Regions from separate parts of the Sus scrofa genome. Here region 1 is linked to region 2. A link is a contact called in public HiChIP or PLAC-seq data. All regions are on one chromosome and are shown on one strand. Each heading gives the region's core, a stretch centred on a gene start, on an enhancer-like site or on the middle of the called end of the contact. The rest is flanking DNA. Distances are from core to core; before and after follow the strand shown.

What was found. HiChIP or PLAC-seq counts read pairs in DNA pulled down with a chosen protein or histone mark.
Region 1: a contact with region 2 is called in an H3K27ac HiChIP or PLAC-seq map of skeletal muscle, with 3 times the contacts expected there. The contact joins two enhancer-like sites. A contact is called at or near these places in 2 of 2 datasets of contacts at active chromatin or transcription factors (alveolar macrophages and skeletal muscle).

What each region holds. Positions count from the first base shown.
Region 1 is chr14:75,169,158-75,175,779 of Sscrofa11.1, forward strand. DNAJB12 (dnaJ homolog subfamily B member 12) reads right to left here. Exons shown (of 9, transcript XM_013983329.1): 7 at 5,355-5,464; 8 at 3,582-3,754; 9 at 1-1,774. The coding sequence ends at 1,725. Among named protein-coding and RNA genes, the nearest start is that of DNAJB12, 18 kb to the right of the region's middle. Within about 2 kb of position 4,369, at least 46 of the 83 cell types and tissues checked have an H3K27ac peak or open chromatin away from gene starts, as enhancers often do. A contact at or near this core is called in alveolar macrophages and skeletal muscle, where this site is marked.
Region 2 is chr14:74,897,789-74,904,387 of Sscrofa11.1, forward strand. No RefSeq gene overlaps it. Among named protein-coding and RNA genes, the nearest start is that of CHST3, 50 kb to the left of the region's middle. Within about 2 kb of position 4,508, at least 20 of the 83 cell types and tissues checked have an H3K27ac peak or open chromatin away from gene starts, as enhancers often do. A contact at or near this core is called in alveolar macrophages and skeletal muscle, where this site is marked.

The DNA of each region.
Region 1 (6,622 bases), core at 3,119-5,618, 270 kb after region 2:
ATCTACGTTCTTATTGCACATGGCTCAGCCCATCTAGGGACATCTACTGAGACCAGGTGGTCGGGGTGGTGGGCGCAGAGCACCGGGGCCACTGTGGGCAGGGCGCTCTCACCCACATCCAGTTCTGAGCATCTCTCTGGACTGGGGTGGCTGCTTCGTCACAGGGCAAGACCTTGTAAAAACCATGTTTGACATTTCTTAACCAAGCTTCCTTTCCCAGCAAGAATCCTATGTTGGGGACTTTTAAAAAAAGAGCTGAGAGAAGCTCTGGGAGGGTGGTTATCCCCTCCTGGCTGGCAGCTTGGGGTAGTAAGGCTTCGGAGGATGGCAGGCTCAGTGACACACTCACCGCCAGAGGAAAATTTGGGGAAAAAAAGGTAATTCCAAAAGGCCCAGTATAAACTGTGGGAATAAATAAAACCTCCCTCCCTTCCCCCTGGCAGCAACTGCTGTTTTGAGAAAAATCCTCATTTGACGGTGAAAGTAAGAAAATGGTTCAGGTGCATCCTTTGTCCAATGTGCAAGAGAAGGCCGGGTGGCGTCATGTCCATGGAGGGTAGAGACAGAGATGTCCATGGTCATGGACTTTTTTCAGGAGTTGGCTGCTGCCCCAGCGTCCTGGGCACCACCTGATTGAATCTTGGAGAAAAAGCCATCTAAAGTCCTTGCTCCACGACTTAGGAAAAATCAGTAGCAACAATGGGGCTGTGCCCTGGGGCACCTATAAGGCCAAACTGATTTAGGAACTAAAGGGGGCTGGTGGTCAGGCAGAACCTGGTCCCCCGCCAACCCTGCTGTTCTCTGTGGCTAGGGGTCAGAGGGCTCCTGGGCACCAGGCAAAGCGCCCACCTGAGCTGGCCAGAGCTTGGCGGGGTGGGGTGTAGGGGGGTGGTCTCATCCCTACAGGCCGTTTGGGGCCTCCACTGTGACTCCATACTAACCTGGCGCCTGGCCTTAGGAGGAATTTCTCCCCCTGCAGCCTGCTCCACACCCTGCCCCCGCCCCCAGCTTAACCATAAACCTGGCAACCTTCCAAGTTTTCCACAGATTTATACTGTCATGATTGCTGCTGCCATCAAAACCAGGCTGGGGTTGAGGGGACTGTTAAAAGCTAGGACCCGACTTTCCTTATGCTGTCAGCTATGGCTAATGTCTAGCCTTTGAAGGACCAGGCTACCTTCCCCAAGCTGTTTTCTAAAACAGGGAAGAAATTAACTGAACAACTTAACCAAATCCCTGCATAGTTTAAAAAGTAGGCTATATATATATATATCTCTTTATATATGCTATTTACATATAAATAGATATATACATATACACGCATCTATAAATTACATTCTATGGAGAGTTCGCTTTCATCTTCCTCTTTCTCCTTGGCCAACACCTCTGATTGCTTCCACTGAGGTGACTGGTGGTGGCTTCAGGGAGGGGGAAGAAAGGCAGCTGGGTGCCCCTTCCCCCAGCCCTTCCCATAGACATTTGCTGCAAGTTTTACATTCTACTTTCGTTGCCATGGTTTCTGTATCCTAGGAGAGAGCCGATGTGGAGCCTGAGCCTTTGCCATCCTTGGGAGGAAGGGAAGCAGCCCCGTGGCAGGTTTTCCTGTCTGTTCTAAGAGCTTTCTGCATTTACTGGGTGAGAGAGAGGGCAGTTGTGTGGCATTCGGCCTCCAATTCCATTTTAATTTTTTTTCTTGTTATGTCTTTCCTTAAACATACAGTCCATCACCTTGGCTCAGTGCACGTCACCAAAAATTCTCCAGGGATTTCATAGTCTGGGGAGGAGAGTGGTAACAGTTAGCTTGGCAGCATGTGCCCCGGAGTCTCTAACTCAGCCCACACTAACAGCCAGCTCCTTGGCCCTGTCCTGCCCATCTCAGCCCCGCCCCCACCGCCCCCTGCAGTCTCTTTTCCTCCCAGAGGCACTAGCCAGAAAGGCCTCAAAGTAGAGTCTGTAGCTGGACCGCCCCTGAGGGAACACAGACAGAGGAGGGGGTGGGCAGGGAACCAACACAAAAAAGAACCTTCACCGGCTCTGCCCACACTCTTCTGGGCTTAGTCCAAGCTGTCCCCTTTGGCAAATGCTGGGAACAGAGCCTGCTACCCACACACAAGCGTAAAGAAGCAGGAAGCCTGCTACCAGCACCTTTCATTTTTTCCCCACCCCTTCTGTGCTGAGGGCTCTCTGCTCAGCTCTGAACTCATGACCTTCTGTTTCCTTCCTCAGACCTCAGGTGAGACACCTGGGTGGGCCGGATGCCTGTGGCTTCCAGGCTTCCAGGTGCAGTGGCATTCAAAAGCACCTCTGATCCCACTAGACAAGGAGCAGCCTGGGGGTGTGCCCCCCCCCCTCGGCCTGCTGCCTGGCTGCCCCCCCTCTGGTTCCATTTCTTCTTGCCTAGAAGGACAGCGAAGAGGAAGGGCTCTTGATCCACTAGTTCCCCCATGGTTCAGGGGACGTGTGGGGCCTACTGCGGACCCAGCAATACTTGGTGGCCTTAATCCCAGGGCTCAGATTGATAGTCTGCTGTACTTGGGAACAGGCCATGGTGACTCGATGGCTGTAGACCAAGGAGGCATGAGTGGCCCTTAGCAGCAGCTTTGGGCTCCCCTTCCTCTCTGGCTCTTGGGCACCCCACAGCTCCAGAGTATGGAGTGCAGTGGGGTGGAAGAGTGCTAGAGGGTTGAGACAGACTATAGTTTCCCAGTGCATGCCAGAGCTGTCCCATCTTTGCACAGTGGAGGTCAAGCTGGGGACAGGGAAACTGTGCCATGATCACCAGGCTCCCTCCCTCCCTCCTCCTTCCACTCTCCTCTGCCTCATGACCAGGGCCGGAGCTGCCAGGAGTTGCAGGGCAGAGGCGGCCCTGGCTCATACTTGGACCTCGGTGGCACGGCTGGCCCAGGACTATCCATGCAGGGAGGCCTGCACCTCTGACAGTCGGTTACAGCTTGGGGTGCCCATCTTCTGTGCTTTGTGGTACATATCTGTGTCGCCAAAGTAGCGGGCCCGATACAGCAAGCCTTCCTCTGCAAAGCAATGGAGCAGGGTTAGGCTCACCCCTAAGGTGCTACAACACCTGCCTGGCCTGTGGGGGGACGGGGAAGGCAGTTCTAGGCCCAGGAGCTGGGGCAGAGCTGGCTTCCCTTTAGGGTAGACCCTGGACAAGGAAATATGGTCCCCCTTGGGAGCGGACTAGAGGCTCCTTTCTATGTAGTATAGTTGAGGCCAGCCAAGGAGAGAAAATGTCATCCTGGTCAGACCTCCCCGCTCCGGGTGCCAAAGATGGATCCAGATGCCCCATCAGTGGGTGGCCAAACGTGCTCCAATCTCCCTCTATACACTCACCCACGGCAAGCAAACAACGGGCTGACTGAAGTGATCTACGGCAAGTTGGAGGCAATCTCCAGGTGGCCCCTGGCTCCCATCCCCAGGGAAACATGGGGGTGGAGTCCAGCTCTTGGCTGGGACATGGCTGGCGCAGGGCAGCGCCAGGTGCTGGGCCCACACATCACTGGGTGAGCAGGGCTTTCTCCTTCCTTGCTCCAAGCTTTGCACCCCAAATACAGACACACACTCACTTTGCTGCTTTTCCTTCCAACAGTTGTTTCGGAGATTGGCAATATAGTCGTCTTCCACATTCCGTTCAACCATTTTGAGGCTGGAGCCTGTGTACTCTTCAGAGAATGTGTCTGCTACGTAGTAGACGACGTTCAGGTGGTCAGTGACCCGCTTGTGGACGTGGCCCACCGACCTGGACAGACATACACCAGGCACGAAGTGGGCTTGGGTCCCCAGGCCCTCAGGTCCTGACTGGGGTCTGCCAGAGGAGGTGCCATAGAGGCCACAGGAGTAGCTGCTTCCTTCCCAAACTAGAGCAGGAACTCCGCACTACCCCAGGGAGGGCCTGGAGAAAAGGCAGGGTATCCCTCCAGTACAAATGGCCCAGCCTACAGCAAGGCCCTGCTCAGGCTCACTGCTTACCACATGCTAACTGTGGCCTTTCTTGGGGGGAGGGGGTGCTGCTGAGGGAAGTCTGGATCCTGGAGTGAGTCCAGGCTTCACCTCTGACGAGCTATGTGACTTGAGATCCCTGTGCCTTCTTTTCCTCACTCATTCCTAGGCCAGTCGCATTGCTGAGGGCCTGCCTGGCTCCCCAAGAGCTCCCAGTCTAGAGTTACGAGGCTTAGGAACACAACGACAGGAGGAATTCCAAAGAATTGTACCCTTCCAGCTCTTGGATTCTTATCTTTCAGCTCCACCTGCAGGCTCTGGGAAAAACTTTAGCATGCAGACAGGAGTCAGTGCTTCAGTGAGCACAGCCCCTGCCTGCCTGCTGCTGCCTCTCAGCTCCCCAGCTGCAGAGAAAAAAGCTGGCATCAGGCCACAGAGCTGCTGCCCTGGCTGATGTGGGTCCAGTGGACCGACTCTGCCCCCTGCTGGTTGAGGGGGATCCTGCCAGGCTCCGAGGCAGAGCCTGGCCACTAGGTGGGGGCAGGGGCGCGGGGAGGGAGCTGATGCCTTAAAAGGTCAGATAACTTGCCCAAGTTCACCACTGGTGGTTAAGACCATATATTCATTCAACGAATGGTGTCAAGCATTTCTGATGAGCCTGGCACTTTATGTGTATACTCATTTAGTTTTCACAAGCAGGTAGATGCTATTTCCATTTTATAGATGAGGAAACCAAGGCTCAGAGAAGTTATGTAATTAGTCCAGGGTTCACAGCTGCTTAATTAGTAGAGGAGCCACTCTTACTCTTACTCTAAAGCCTCTGTTCTTGCCAGGGTCTCAAGGGCCCCCAATCAGATTGCAAGAGCAGAAGCTCTTAAGGCCAGTAGATAAAATGGGGAGAGTGTCACAAAGCCAATGAAATCATGCAAAATTGTGTGTGCCTGCAGTGTTCCAGGGAAAAGATCTGCAGGTTTCACTGTGTTTTCTTAAGAGACTGTGATCCTAAAAAGACCAAGAATCTGGAGTTCCCATTGTGGCTCAGTGGAAATGAGTCTGACTAGTATCCATGAGGACACAGGTTTGATCCCTGGCCTTGCTCAGCGGGTTAAGGATCTGGCGTTGCCATGAGCTGCGGTGTAGGTCACAAATGTAGACTGGATCTGGCGTTGTTGTGGCTGTGGCTCTGATTTCAATTCCTAGCCTGGGAACTTCCATATGCCACGAGTGCAGCCCTAAAAAGCCAAAAAAGTAAAAAAAAAAAAAAAGGAATTCCAACAGAGAAAGTCTATTTTCTTGATTCTGAGCAGCTTTCTATGCTGGATTTCAATGGGATGGATTTCATGGGGCCTGAGACCCCATGTCTACCCACCACCCGTCTCGCCCCAGCTACAGATACTCACGGCCTCAGGCTCAGACTATAGGGTGGACTGGAGACCATAAGCTGGCTGAGAGCTGACACGAGGATCAGGATGAGGATGGGCATCAGCTGGACAAACACCCCCAGCCCACCCTGGAGGGAAAAGCCAATGGTCACCCAAGCTGGACCTGGGAGAAAGTGCAACGCTAGCTGCAATTGCCACCAGCTCCCCCAGCACAACCGAGCTCAGGTGGCAGGAGCCAGCTGCCATGCAGACAGGTCACAGTGCCACTCTCTCCCCCTCCCTCCCACAGGTCCCCCAAATACATAAGCTCCTCTACCTGCCAGCTTCCTGAGATAAAACAAAGCAGCAACTGGGGTTAAAAATGGGTGGGAGGCTGGCATATGTGTTTATTTGTGAGAGAATATTCCCCCAAATGAGCACAAGTGTCTGCCTCCAAAAGAATGGGTGGCAGGGCTGGAGGGAGACTTCCATTACATGTACTTTTTTTGATTTTTGAACCATATGACTATATTATCAATTTAAAGATTGCCAGTTAAGGAGTTCCCGTCGTGGCTCAGTGGTAACTAATCTGACTAGAATCCACAAGGACACAAGTTTGATCCCTGGCCTCACTCAGTGGGTTAAAGATCCTGGCATTGCTATGAGCAGACATGGCTCAGATCTGGTGTTGCTATGGCTGTGGTGTAGGCCGGTGGCTGTAGCACAGATTCAACCCCTAGCTTGGGAACCTCTATATGCCACAGGTGCGGCCCTAAAAAGTCAAAAAAAGTCAAAAAAAAAAAAATTTCCAGTTAAGAAATTATAAATAAAAATTAATAAATTTGTTCATTGTGTGATAATTTGTGACTTATAAACTCTTTTGGGAGATCCCATTGCGCGACAGAAATGAATCTGACTTGGAACCATGAAGTTGCGAGTCTGATCCCTGGCCTTGCTCAGTGGGTTAAGGATCCGGCATTGCCGTGAGCTGTGGTGTAGGTCACAGACATGGCTCGGATCCAGCGTTGCTGTGACTGTGGTGTAGGCCAACAGCTGTAGCTCTGCTTGGACCCCAGCTTGGGAACCTCCACATGCCGTGGGTGCAGACCCCCCAAAAAACAAAAAAAAACCACACAAAACTCTCTTTTATGCTAAATACACACAAAATAAGTTTAAAAAGTGAATAAATAAAAACAGGAGGCCACAATGACAGAGCTAAACGGAACCCCTCAGCCTGCCATAACTTTAAATGCTTTGCCATTGTCCACAGTATTTTAATCTTAACTGTTTTCATTTTGGTCAGCCAG
Region 2 (6,599 bases), core at 3,258-5,757:
TGAGGGGTCTGCTGGCCCAACTGGAGGTGTGTTCATACTTGGCCTGGAGCCTGCTACCTCCTGCACGGGTCTTGCTTAGCTGGGGCCAGAGAAGCAGCGGAGAAGATGTGGCAAGACTTGTCTGTGGAAGTAGGAATCCAAGGAGCCCATTACAGGGAAGTGGTCCTGACGCCTTCCTTCCAGATGTTGTGCCCTTCAATTTCCCCTTCACGGTGGTTAAGCCTCAGTGAAAGCCCTCAGTGTTCACATTGTCTCCCATAGTGCCGGACACAGCACAAGTGGTGGTTGAATGAATGAATGGTGATGAAGTTTAAGAGGCACTTGGAATAAACATTTTTTTAAACGGTTGTAAAAGACACATACATCACAGACGTTCCCATCATGCTCATTGGAAACAAATCTGACTAGAATCCATGAGGACACAGGTTTGATCCCTGGCCTCAGTCAGTGGGTTAAGGATCCGGCATTGCCATGAGGTGTGGTGTAGGTCGCAGATGTGGCTCGGATCTGACATGGCTGACACGGCTCCAATTCGACCCCTAGCCTGGGAACCTCCATATCCTGCAGGTGTGGCCCTAAAAAGCAAAAAAACAAAACAGGAGTTCCCGTCGTGGCGCAGTGGTTAACGAATCCGACTAGGAACCATGAGGTTGCTGGTTCGGTCCCTGCCCTTGCTCAGTGGGTTAACGATCCGGCATTGCCGTGAGCTGTGGTGTAGGTTGCAGACGCGGCTCGGATCCTGCGTTGCTGTGGCTCTGGCATAGGCCAGTGGCTACAGCTCCGATTAGACCCCTAGCCTGGGAACCTCCATATGCCGCGGGAGCGGCCCAAAGAAATAGCAAAAAGACAAAAAAAAAAACAAAAAACAAAAAACAAAAAACACACACACACACAAAAATCCACATCACATTTACTAATAATGATATTTGATACATTCATAGGGTACAACCATCACCACTATCTAGTTCTGGAACATTTTCATCACCCTAAATGGAAAGCCTCAGATGTCCTGGCAACCACAAATCTGCTGTCTCTATGGATGTGTCTATCCTGGACATTTCATGGACATGGACTCATACAATATGTGACCTCTTTTGTCTGGCTTCTTTCACTTAACATAATGTTTTCAAGGTTCATCCATGTGATAGGACGGATTAGGATGCCATTTCTTTTTCCGGCTAAGAGTTCATTGTATGGCTATACCACATTTCGTTTATCAGTTTGTTAGTTGATGGACCCTTGGGTTGTTTCCATCTTTTGGCGGTACTTTCATTTAACAACCATTTCCTGAGCTCCTACTATGACCCAGGCACTGTGCTGAGGACCTGCTCATTATTTATTACTCACCCCTCTGTACGCCTCGCCTCTGGGTAGAATTTTTCCCCATTTCACAGGTAAAGGAACTGAGGCTCAGCAGGGTTTAAGGAACTTGCTGAGCTAGAAAGTAGCAGAAACAGTTCAGCCCAACAAAGGGTGGCTGTGTGCCTGTAGTATGCCAGTCCCCACGTCGGGCTGCAGGGCATAGAAATAAAAGGCACAGTCTGTGCCCTAACAGACATTCCATGTCAGATGTGCCCAGCAGACTCAGTATCACTTCACTGGAAATTAATCAGTGACTCTGATGTATCTTAATCTGTAATCACTGTATCAATACATTCCTCATCAGGGAAAACTAAAACCCACCATCAGACCCCATATCCGTGTCAGTCCCTCCCCGCAAAGGACTGACAGGACTGCACAATTTGAAGTAGTTTGGGCCTCACTGGTTCAAGGGTAGTTACCAGCTCCATTCTGCCCTTGACAATGCAACAACTCAGTCCATATCTGCAGCGACAGCTCCCTGAGCTCTACTGGTGTCCTCAAGAGGCCCAGGACCTCACTGCAGCACAGTTCATCTTGGACACAGAAGCAGGATGGCCAGTCCTGTGGTGGATGTCCTGACTTCTCCATTGTCCTAGGAGAGCCCTGTGGTCATGTGGCCATGGGAGCAGAGTGGAGCCCTGTGGTCATGTGGCCATGGGAGCAGAGTGGAGCCCTGAAGACATCAGCAGGAGACAGCTCACTGGCTGACCCTGCCAAAACTTCTGGTCATTGAACTCTCTGGGACAGGATCCAGCAGAGAGGCACAGAGTGGTGGGGCCTGGATGGCTTGGCATCCAGTCCTCTGCATCTGTTCTCAGGGGCTGTAGGAGATTCAGTGTCTACCTCGGGAGCTGCTCACAGAGCCCTGGCAATGCCAAGTGCAACCTCTTGAAGAGTAAACTGAAGTGGAATTTAAGGGAGGTTGGGCACTTAAAGAGACAGCGATGCCATCATCTTTGCCAATATTAGACTCTGTGTATCAAGGAGGAGAAGAGTATGGAATCTGGAGCCTGATCTCAAATCCTGGCTCTGCCGGCTTCCTCACTGTGGGACCTTGGGCACAGTATTCAACTTGTCTGGGTGCTAGTTCCCTCATCTGTAAAATGGGGATGTGCATGGTATCTACCTAGGGGGCTGTTGTAAGGATTAAGTAAAATAACAGATGTAAGGGCCCTAGAGCATAGTAAGTGCTCATAAATGGTAGCTATTTTGTTAAGAGCCTGGTCAGAGGTGGGACTAAAGAAAGTAAAATGAAGTTCTAATGATTTAGCTTCCCAGAAATGACAAGACTGGTTGTGTCTTTTTGGGGGGTTTTTTGGTTTTGTTTTTTATTTTTTATTTGCTTTTTAGGGCTGCTCCCGCAGCATATGGAGGTTTCCAGGCTAGGGGTCGAATTTGAGCTGTAGCCGCCAGCCTACACCACAGTCACAGCAACATCAGATCCAAACTGGGTCTGCAACCTACACCACAGCTCAGGCAACGCCAGATCCTTAACCCACTGAGCAAGACCAGGGATCAAACCTGCATCCTCACGGATGCTAGGCAGATTTGTTTCCACTGAGCCACGAAGGAGGAACTTCTGGTTGTGTATTTAAGAACATGTTAAGCAAGTGTACATTTGTAATATTGTTCCCCACTCAAAATACCTCTCTCAAAACCCTCCAGATAGTCACAACTGGTATGATTTATTGAGCACGTACTATGTGCTGATAAGCACTGTGCCCAGTGCCTTCCATGCATTAGCTCCTTGGATAATCCTCCCAACCCTGTGAAATGGGTGCTTGATCATCGCCCATCTTCCTGATGAGGAAACCAAGGCTTGGAGAGGTGAACCCACCTTGGATCCAGGTTGCAAACCCATGCCTTTCTGCCTCAGAACACTGTGTGGACATGTGTATGCTTGGGGCCTTCAGCACCCTTGTCCTTCCTTGGTGACAGGACAATAAAAGGCACTTAACTGTTAGCCCAGTTGTCTCGGATCTTGGGCAATCCCTGCACATGTCATCTGCCTCTGTAAACAGTGCTTATGGGATCCTGGCCAAGAAAGAGGCAGCAGACCAGAGACTCTCTTTAGAACTTGGCTTTCAATGCCAGCAGGGCAGAGCAAGGCAGAGAAGCGTCACATGCGGAGTTGCTGGAGGAAAGATCTCCAGATACAAGCCCTCAATAAACATCAGCATAAAGCTCAAACTCGGCAGACAGCCAAGAAATGCAGACCAAAACAATAATGACCTCTTAAATTGGCGACAATTTTTAAAATTAGCAAAACCCAGTGCTGGCGAAGGTAGAGAGAAACTTCCATTCATCTGTTGGGAGAATTTAGAGGAAAGTTTGAGAATATACAAGAAACACCATAACATTTTTTCATATCCTTTCATCCAGCAAATCCAGCGCAGGCATTTATTCTAAGGAAATAACTGGGACTGAATGCTAAGATTTACTGTTTTAAAACATTAAACATTGTTTACGATAGTGAAAAACAAACAAAAAAACCCTCTAAGTGTTGAATACTAAGGAAGTGGTCAAATAAATTATGGTTTACGCATACAATGGGATACTCTACAGCCATTAAAATAACCATCCAGAAGACTTTTTATGACAGTTAAAGATGTTTAGGACATATAAGATAACAAAAGTAGTCTATAAAACTTCATTGACATAAAATATTCTCCATAATGTGAATATATTTGCCCAGAGCAGTGATCGGAAAAACATAAACCAAACTGCTGACAGTAAATTACTTATCTGAATTTTAAGCAGTTTCTTGAACAAACATGTATTCCTTTCATTCATCAGGATGCAACGCCATCCCTGATTCATGGGACCTCTCTGAGTTTCAGTTTTTAAGTACAAAGGAGGCTAATCATGACGTCAAAAGTGCTGCTCAGGGGTCTTTTAAGTGAAAAGAGAAGTGTGATGACCCCAATACAATGCCTCATGGTGATTTATCATCACCACTGCTGTTACGATGACAAATCATGTTTATCATTATTATTATGACTTGTGCAATTAGGAAGGAGAAAAGCCTTGGCCTTTGCCCACTTCCCCACCCAACTCGGAAAGCCACGCCTGCCAGCTGTCCCCCCACAGGGCTGGCGCTCCCTCTCGACTTCCTGCGGGGCCTTCAGCTCACGCTTGCCAGGACTCCTGTGTTCCGTCTTCCTTGCCCCTGTCCGCAGAGAGGAAGAAACAGCCCAGCAAACGCTGGCCTGCTGGCCCCAGAGTGAGACGTGGAAGTTTACAAAAACACATAAGCAAATGTTTGGTTTGGGAGGAGAGAGGGAGCAGAGGCTGCCCCAAGAAAAGGCGACTTTTCAGAAAGCGCTGGAGGAGACTGCCCTTCACCGCTGGGCCTCCTTCATCTCCTGTTTGTTTCTTCACTCGGTCCTGACCACCTCATTTGCTGTGAAGCATCTGGCCCCAATATGGGACTGATTTTAATAAATCTAAGACATCTCCCTTAGCCCAGCAGACTTGGAAGAAACTAAGGAGAAACCCCACGGGGTTGCCAGCAGAAGCCCTGAGCAGCAGAGACAGACAGGAAAGAGGCGGATGGGTAATAACCAAGTGAGGACCAGGGCGCGTCTGGGGCGCAAGGCGTGTACATGAGGCTGATGTGCTCAGCAATCAAATGGGATGGGCCCGAGAGCGATATTTGCCCCCAGGAGCCAATAGCAACCTCTAGCAAGCTTCCACCTGCCCTTGGTTTCTATTCTCTCCTGTAGATGCTAAGGAGGCAGGAGCTGGCTCATCAGGGTCACAGATTTCTCCAGATGCGGGGAAAGTGAATGGAGGGCATGTTGTGGCTGCTACCCTAGGCACACGCACGCTCACACACACACACACACACACACACACACACACACACACACACACCCTCCTTCCAGGCTGGGAAAGCAGAAGGTTATAGAGTTCTAGCCAGACTCCATCCTCTAGTTGCTTTAAAACCGAAAGTACACTGCAGTCCCTTCTGGTTGAAAATATCAATATGGTGTTCAATTCTCATGACTCCCAGACGAGACAGAGTGACAGTTGCTGGGTGGAGCATCAGGAAGCGCAGACAAGAACATCAGATTGAAAATGAAAGAAAGAAATGAATGGAAAAAAAAAAAAAAAAGCTGTGATTCCTAGAAATTCCCACTCCACCCACTTCCCACAACTCTTCTATTACTCCGAAATGAGAAATTAATTCCTCCAGGCTTGAGATTGTGAAGAATGTGCCAAAACCCAAGAAAAAGGCTTTATGTTTGCAGGGTGTGAACGTAGCTTAGCTGGAACTCACTAAGACACAGCTAATGGAGCCTGGGCTCCCCTTCTTTGCATTTCAGTAGATTCTCAAAATACAGTTCGTCCAGGATGTCCTGAGCAGGTCTGAGGCCTCTTCTGTATTGGTGTGAAGAATAGGACAGGGTGGGCAGCAATATTAATTGTGATGATAATTTTTGTCTTGTTCTCACTTATGTACAAAGAAGATGTTCTACGAACAGAAAGTCATGTCCCTTTTCCTCCTACAGGGAGGACAGCCCAGCTGCCCTAAGCCCAGCTGAACTCTGAACCTTAGCAAGGAGCCCATAAGCCACTGCTGAAGAGGCCACGAATCTCAACCCTTGCTTATACCACTTACTACAAAAATACAGAACTTTCCGGGAGTTTCCGTTGTGGTGCAATGGTTAATGAATCCGACTAAGAACCATGAGGTTGTGGGTTCTATCCCTGGCCTTGCTCAGTGGGTTAAGGATCCGGTGTTGCTGTGACCTGTGGTATAGGTTGCAGACATGCCTCGGATCCCGTGTTGTGGCTGTGGCATAGGCTGGTGGCTACAGCTCTGATTCGACCCCTAGCCTGGGAACCTCCATATGCTGCTGAAGCAGCCCAAGAAATGGCAAAAAGACAAAAAAATAACAACAACAACAACAACAAAAACAGAACTTCCTAAACTAACCCAGTGGTTTTCAACTCTAGACATGCATTTCAAAGCACCCACTGGTTCTCAAACTTTCTTTTTTCTTTTTTTTTTCTTTTGTCTTTTTGCCTTTTTCTAGGGCCGAACCCATGGCATATGGAGGTTCCCAGGCTAGGGGTCTAATTGGAGCTGTAGCTGCCAGTCTACACCACAGCCACAGCAACGCAGGATCCGAGCTGCATCTGCAACCTACATCACAGCTCACGGCAACGCCAGATCCTTAACCCACTGGGTGAGGCCAGGGATTGAACACGAAACCTCATGGTTCCTAGTC